Regions from separate parts of the Ovis aries genome. Here region 1 is linked to region 2. Evidence: chromatin contacts called from public Hi-C data. All regions are on one chromosome and are shown on one strand. Each heading gives the region's core, a stretch centred on a gene start, on an enhancer-like site or on the middle of the called end of the contact. The rest is flanking DNA. Distances are from core to core; before and after follow the strand shown. Region 1 overlaps TSPAN15 (tetraspanin 15). Region 2 holds the start of TSPAN15 (tetraspanin 15).

Region 1 (3,562 bases), core at 606-3,105, 57 kb before region 2:
TTACGCTGAGCAAAAATAAATGCAGACAAAAAGAAGAGTCTATGCTGTATGAATCCATTATATAAGATTTTGGAAAATATAAAATAGTGTATAAAGACAGAAAGTTGATCCAAGGTCACCTGGAGATGGGACAGGGAGAGGGTGGTGAGAAGGAAGCATCCCCAACGGGCAAGAGGAGATTTTTCAGCATGATAGGTTTGTCCATGATCTTGACTGTGGTGATGGTTTCATTAGTGATATATTTGTCACTTGAAATATGTGTGGTTTATTTTAGGTTGAATATACCTCAATACACTGTTAAAAATAAGTTTGGAGAATACTGTATTTGCAGTTTTTATACAAAGCCAATCTTCCTTAATGCATTTTACTGTTTTTTCTTATAAATATATTACAACAAAAGAAGTCCAAAATCAAAGCCTACAGATCTCCCCCAGCTTCACGGATACTGCAGGCTGCATTAAGATCGTCATTTTGTCTGTGTGCCATGGTGAGGGAAAAGGACTCATTCTGAAGGTCATTCTTCCATCCTTGTGTGATGAGAGGTCAGGATGATGTAACTGCTTTGGAAGCACAAAAGGTGCAAATCAGGGGCACCCCAACGACAGGACTGAAAAAGTCCTCTCTGTGGCTTCTGTTTGCTTTCTGGAGACGTGAGTGGCTGAGGTTTGGAAGAAAAAGAAGAGCTAAGTGTCCACAGCAGCTCAGCCACCTGTGGACACCAATCTGTGATCTGTGATCCACAGCAGCAACAGTGGGAGCTGGGGGTGTTGGTAAGCAGTGGTGAAAAGAGGGAGGTCAGGGTAACCAGAAGCTTACAAGTACCAGGGCAACGTGACTTTGGATAAGCAGACTCTGCTGTCCCAGCCTTCTCAGTGGCTCTGTCATCTTGCTGTTCCTGAGGCAGCTGCCACCCCCTCTGAGCACAGAGAGAATCCTTGGAGAGCAGCCATGAGGCCACCAGCCACAGAGCTTGACCTGGTCTCGTGTGCAGGGATCACAATGGGGACCAGGCAGGTGGCTGCAATCACCAACCGCTGGAGACAGCTGGAGTAGCAGCTACCACGGGTTTGTCATGCTTAGTACCATATGTCCACACGAGGCAACGGAGGCAGTGGAACAGAGGGGCTAAGGGCAAGAGAGATTCCACCCAGACTTACGGCAGAGCTTTGCACTTACCAGCGTGTGCCTTGGGCAAGTTACTTAACCACAACTTGCCTCAGTTTCTCCATCAATAAAATGGAGATAACAAGAATTACCACATACAGCGGTTAAGGGTGAAAGGAGTTGATATCTGTGTTTAGACAAGTTTCTGAGACAGAGTGTGCTCACTGATGTGCTTGTTATTATTCTATCCTTTTAAAAAATAGCCCTCCTGGAAAATCTCATGGACAGAGGAGCCTGGTAGGCTGCAGTCCATGGGGTCGCCAAGAGTTGGACACGACTGAGAGATTTCACTTTCACTTTTCACTTTCATGCACTGGAGAAGGAAATGGTAACCCACTCCAGTGTTCTTGCCTGGAGAATCCCAGGGACAGGGGAGCCTGGTGGGCTGCCGCCTATGGGGTCGCACAGAGTCGGACACGACTGAAGCGACTTAGCAGCAGCAGCAGTCGCCCTTTCCCACATGTCAGACAATGCAGGCTTGTACATATGGCCACTATGTAAATGCTGGGTGTGATGGGCAGTTCCCTTAACATTCTTAAACTGATTTCTTCAGGTTTGGGGCTCATGCTGTTTATTTCTATTGCTCTGGCTGCTAAGAACCTCAGAGCAAATCTAGAACCCAGGTCTTGGGGCAGGGAAGGCTTGGGAGGGCTGATCCATGCAGGTCTTGCCATCTCCAGCAGGGGGCGACGAGCACCCACCACCCTTTGCTAATGGTGAGCAATGTCCAGCCCCACCCCAGGCCCTGGGAACAATGGGCTGTTTACAGCAGGAGAATCATTTTAGTTCTATAGCCCAATGGCCACAGGCGGATTTGTGGGCACTGCTCCCTCCTGGACGCCTGACTTTCCTAGTTCCAATCTGTTCACTTCCTGGAAGTGGAGACTCATGCCGTGGTGGCTTGGCCTCAGTTTCCCAGTTTGTAAAACAGGTTGTCATCACTGTCTCTTTCCCAGAGGTCCCACAGTGAATTCTTAGCAGGAATGACAGGCAAGAGAGGCTCCATGCCCTGCCCACAAGCACAGCTGGGAAAAGCCATTTCCTGAAGCAGCAACACCAAAGGATGGGGGAGGTGTTTCCAAGCAGGGAGCAGGCGGCCTCGGTGATCTTCCCTCCTCCCAGCCTTAGTGTCTTGCACTGTCCCAAATCTTGGTTCCAGGATGACCCCCCTTCAATCTCTGCACCAATGAGGGACTTCCAAGCCTAACCTGAGGTTTTCTTCACCCACCCTTGACCTAAACAGCACAAATGAAACACCAGGGAAAAAAATCACATCTTTATTGTCTGATTAATGTACTGGCTTGGAGAGGGAAGACTGTAAGGGGCGGGTAACATCCAGCTTTGATTAGTCGGAAAGTCCTATTAACTGTGTACAAAATGAATGTTACAAAAATCATGTAAAAAAACAGGTCAGCAAAGCAGCAGCCCTGGGGAGGGCTCAAGGCACCTGGGAGGCTGAGAAATAGGCCCACCCTGGCCTCAGGAGTGAGGCCGAAGGACGGGGGGCAGGGGACTACACCCCTCCCCTCCTTCACCACGGGGCACGTGTGTCTCCTCGCTACCCGATTACAAGTCAGTACAAAACTGCCTTCAAAGGCTCAAACCCCAAGGCCAAGGCACTACCAGAAATGAGGTGGGTCTGAAGCCCAGCACTGAGCTCCCCCTTCCCAGCGGCTGGAGCCTGGAGAAGGGGCGCCGGTTCCCCATGCCCAGCAGGGTGGGCAGGCACAGAGTCCCGCAGCTGGGGGGTGGCTCTGCCTCCAGACATGCAGTAGTCTGGGAGCCCTGAGCAAACACAGCCGGGGCTTTGGTCAGTGCTGAGTATGCTGAGAGGAGCCGCAGGCCTGTCCAGACCCCCTCCCGCCCCTGACGTGGCCTCAGCAAAGCGGTCCCGTCACGGTCCTTCCGGAGCCGATGCCCAGGCCACGGCCCTAAATGGGGTAACACATGCAGCACCCCGTGCCTGCCGCCTCCACGCCGGCCTTGGTGCCGGGCCCCAGGAGCCCGTCGGTGACAGAGTGCTCCGCGATGATGTCCTCCACCCGGGTGATGTACAGGAATGTCAGCATCACTCCCAGGAACTGAGGAGAAGGGGCGCGGTGGGTGTCACTCACTATCCGGGCCATTCGCCCTCTCTTTCCAGCCCCCCAGCCCTCGCCGTCTGAGCCCAGCATAGCCGAGCACCCTTCACCCCAGTTTTGTCCCTCCTCTGCACTCTAATCACCAAGCCACACATCACCCCGGCCCACAGCCTGCCCACCCCACCCCTGGGCCCTCCCTGGTGGAGGAGGGACCAGCCCACCTGGGGGAGCAGGATGCCCAGCAGGAGGCCCGCCATGATGGTGTAGTTGTCCATGAACCAGATGAGCACGGCGTTGGTGCAGCCCCGCACGTAGAT
Region 2 (3,377 bases), core at 137-2,636:
GATGGCAGATCTCGCAGTTCCCACCAGAAGAAAAGACTCAGTGAAGGTTGAGAAAGAGCCCAGAGTGTGCATGTGTTTGCAGGGGATGGGTGTCAGGTACCTGGGCAAGTCTGTCCTGTGGCATACTGGGGGCAGGGGAACTATTCTAGAGTGGCAGGGCTGGCACTGGCCTGTAGAAAGAAGTCCTCATTTCTAGGAGGCGGCCCAGCCCAGTCCGAAATCTCCATAGTGAAACCCAGTCTACTGGGTCAGCCTACCAGGAGGGTCCGCTCCCCTGTCCGTAATAACAATGGCTGGGATTTCTTGAGCTCTTTGCTGGTCCCTGTAATAAGCAACGGATTTGACCTGTTTCAGTTAATCCCCACAACCATTCTGAAAGTTGAGTATCATCACTGTTTCTATGGGCACATGAGGAAACCATGGCCTCAGGAGACGAAGTAACTTCCCCACTATCACTCAGCTGTAAAGTGGTAGTGGCAGGATTTGAAGCTGGTTCATGTCCAACCACAAGCATCCTGTCCTCCAACAGGAGAGAGGAGAAGGTAAAGTGCAGGGGCTTTTTAAAGATCTGAGCACCTAAAAGCAGCTGGAGATATCCTCAGACACTTCTGGTGGAATCCGCCTGACCACACCTCCTACAAGGCACCTCCTTCCACCCTAGAGGAACCAGCGGCACAATGGGGAGGCATCCTGGGGGACGCTGGCAGGTATATAGTGGGACAGGATAAGGAGTCCAGGTCCCCCAACCGCAGACCACAAAGCCTGACCACTGCTCCACAGAATGATGGGTAGGCGAACTCAGTAACACCCGGCAGGCGGGGCGGGAGCGGCCAAACGTGGTAACCACAGCCTACCGCACCAGGGCAGGCTGGTGGACTCCTAGAACCAAACTGCTGGTCAGGTGCACACAGGTGAGCCACGCGGAGCTCCTTCGTCGTAGCCCTTGCCAACGAGCTCTAAGGCTCCCCACCCGGCGGCTGAAATTCAGGCTAAGCTCGAGCAGCCAGAATTTCCTGGTTCCCAAGAAAAGTGGGACGAGAATCCAGTTGTGCGCTTCTGCCCCCTCCCTGGTGCAGACAAGTCTGCACCCAACCCAACCCCCATCCCCCCACCCCCCGGCGCATCGTGTGGGTGAACAAGGGAGTGCGTTCTCCCCCTCCCATCCCGGGGCCCGACTGGGGTCACTCACCCAGAACACTGTGGAGTAGATGACGAGCGAGAACTTGAGCCAGAGGTAGGAGAAGCGCGCGCAGTAGCGCACCTGCTCCGAGTCCCCGCGGGGCATCCTGGGGGGCTCCCGGGCTGGGTCCCTCGCTGCCAGCAGCCCCACCTGCGGCTGCCGGACCGGCTCCCGGCCCCGCCACCCGCGCTCGCTCGGGGACTGACACCGGCGAGCCGCAATCACAGCTCCGGCCCGGGACCGGCCAGCCCCAGCGGCCAATGGGCGCTCGGGGAGGGGGCGGGCCTGGGGCGGGGCGGAGGCCCTGGACCCAGAGGAGGCCAAGGCAGGGGCGGGGGCGAGGGTTGTGCGAACCAGGTCGCGGGCAAATCTAGAAGCGCCGGTGCTAAGGCGCGTTGAGGGGCGTGGGAGAGAGTGTGCAGAGCGTCGCTACGGAGAGAGCTAGTGTGCTTCATTCGGGGCACACAGATGCCCGCTTTCTACTGCGGTCCAGAGGGAAGACCATGGGGAAAGAGCAGGAATTTATGGCTTAAGGCGTTAAAAAATGTGCAATTAAGTGTGCAAGCCATGAATGGAATAAGGAAATGGAGTTGTTCAGTCTAAGCAGGGCGGGAGGGTCGCATCTGGGAAGGCGCCGCAGACCAGGGTAGGGCGGAGGGCCCTCCTGGAAGGCCCCACAGTTCCTTTTGTAACAGTGGGAGGCTTTCCCCCAAGTCTCCGATCCTCTCCTTCACTGGGGACTAGGTGAGGTAGCAACCCTGCCCCCATGGCCTCCTCCTCCGAGAAGCCCTCACCCACTAGCCCTAACTCAGACCTTGCACACAGCCCAGGTCTGACCCACCCTCTTTCCGCCCAGCCTTTCCTCTGTCTGGGGTCAAAGTCTGTCTTCCTGGCTGTGAGTCTGTCTCCCACGGCCCCTGCTTGACTCACTGCTGTTTTCCTTTCCCCGCAGGACGAGCTCAGCTGGGGACTTGGGAACCAGGCAATCCATGTTTGTAGCATTCAGGAATTAAATATGAGAGTTCAAGGCAGGGCTGGGTGTGGTCCCTGGTGGCGACTTCGGGAATGGCACTCTTGTCCCATTCCCGGGATCTGAATTCACAAGCCTGCCAGAGACAGATAGAGACCAGCGGCCCAGCCCCCAGAGTTCTGCCGGTTTCACTGTAGAAGGAAGCAAGTAAGGTCTGGGTGGGGAGGGAAGCAATGTCATGCCCAGGGGTTGAAAGGAAGCCAGTTTCCTGGTACAAGGGAGCAAACCCTGCAAGGTTGGGTAGAGACATGGAACCAGGGACTGCTGAGGGTCACCTTCAAATGAATAACCTGGGGCTTCAAAGGCATCCTACTTCAAGGTTAGAAGTTGTCATTTCTGTCCTTTGAATGGTTTCACTCAGTGGTGTCTGACTCTTTGCGACCCCATGGACTATACAGTCCATGAAATTCTCCAGGCCAGAATACTGGAGTGGGTAGCCTTTCCCTTCTCCAGGGGATCTTCCCAACCCAGGGATCAAACCTAGGTCTACCGCATTGTAAGTGGATTATTTACCAGCTGAGCCACAAGGGAAGCCCAAGAATACTGGAGTGGGTAGCCTATCTCTTCTCCAGGGGATCTTCGCGACCCAGGAGTGGAACCGGGATCTCCTGCATTTGCAGGCAGATTCTTTATCAACTGAGCTATCAGAGAAGCCCATATTCTGTCCTTTAAGGAGGAAGAAACTAACTCTTTACCCCTCTTTACAGGACTAACTTTCCTCACCAGCCCTCACCTTACACTTACTCTTTGAGGTGCTCCATCCCCGGGAGGGCTGACTCAGCACCATGCCCTCGGAGGGGTTGTCTTGTCTCCTACTCCCTGGGGTTAGCCTTCTAGCCTCCTTCCCTACTGGGATTTTCTTTCAGTTGTCCCTGTCTTAGTCCTGGCCTTCTAGCTAGCTGCACTCGCTCCTCTACAAATCTTTCCTAATGACATGCACTCATTTGAGTGGCTCCTCTCAGCAATCCCTGAGCCCCTGTACAATGACGCCTGGAGTGATGAGGCTGAGACACCCCTGCAGAGGAAGCCTGGAGCTCTTGGGGCTAGCACACCCTTTCCCCAGTTCCTGAGCAAGTTTGCTGTCCCTCCCTATCCCCGACCTGATCACAAGTGCTATGGGGTACTCCTCAGTCACACTGGCAAACACTGAGATCTCAGAAGCGGTGA

Evidence for each region. Hi-C and Micro-C count contacts between places; a contact is called where the count stands out from the background.
Region 1: a contact with region 2 is called in a Hi-C map of hypothalamus, with 5 times the contacts expected there. The contact joins the enhancer-like site here to the promoter of TSPAN15 in region 2. A contact is called at or near these places in 5 of 16 Hi-C or Micro-C datasets (hypothalamus, mesenteric adipose tissue, muscle and 2 more).

Annotation. Positions count from the first base shown.
Region 1 is chr25:25,064,529-25,068,090 of ARS-UI_Ramb_v3.0, reverse strand. It overlaps TSPAN15 (tetraspanin 15), which reads right to left. Exons shown (of 6, transcript XM_027962432.3): 5 at 3,467-3,562; 6 at 2,426-3,245. The coding sequence ends at 3,096. Among named protein-coding and RNA genes, the nearest start is that of NEUROG3, 47 kb to the left of the region's middle. Within about 2 kb of position 1,855, at least 23 of the 54 cell types and tissues checked have an H3K27ac peak or open chromatin away from gene starts, as enhancers often do. A contact at or near this core is called in hypothalamus, where this site is marked.
Region 2 is chr25:25,006,995-25,010,371 of ARS-UI_Ramb_v3.0, reverse strand. TSPAN15 (tetraspanin 15) reads right to left here and starts at 1,386. Exons shown (of 6, transcript XM_027962432.3): 1 at 1,190-1,386. The coding sequence starts at 1,285.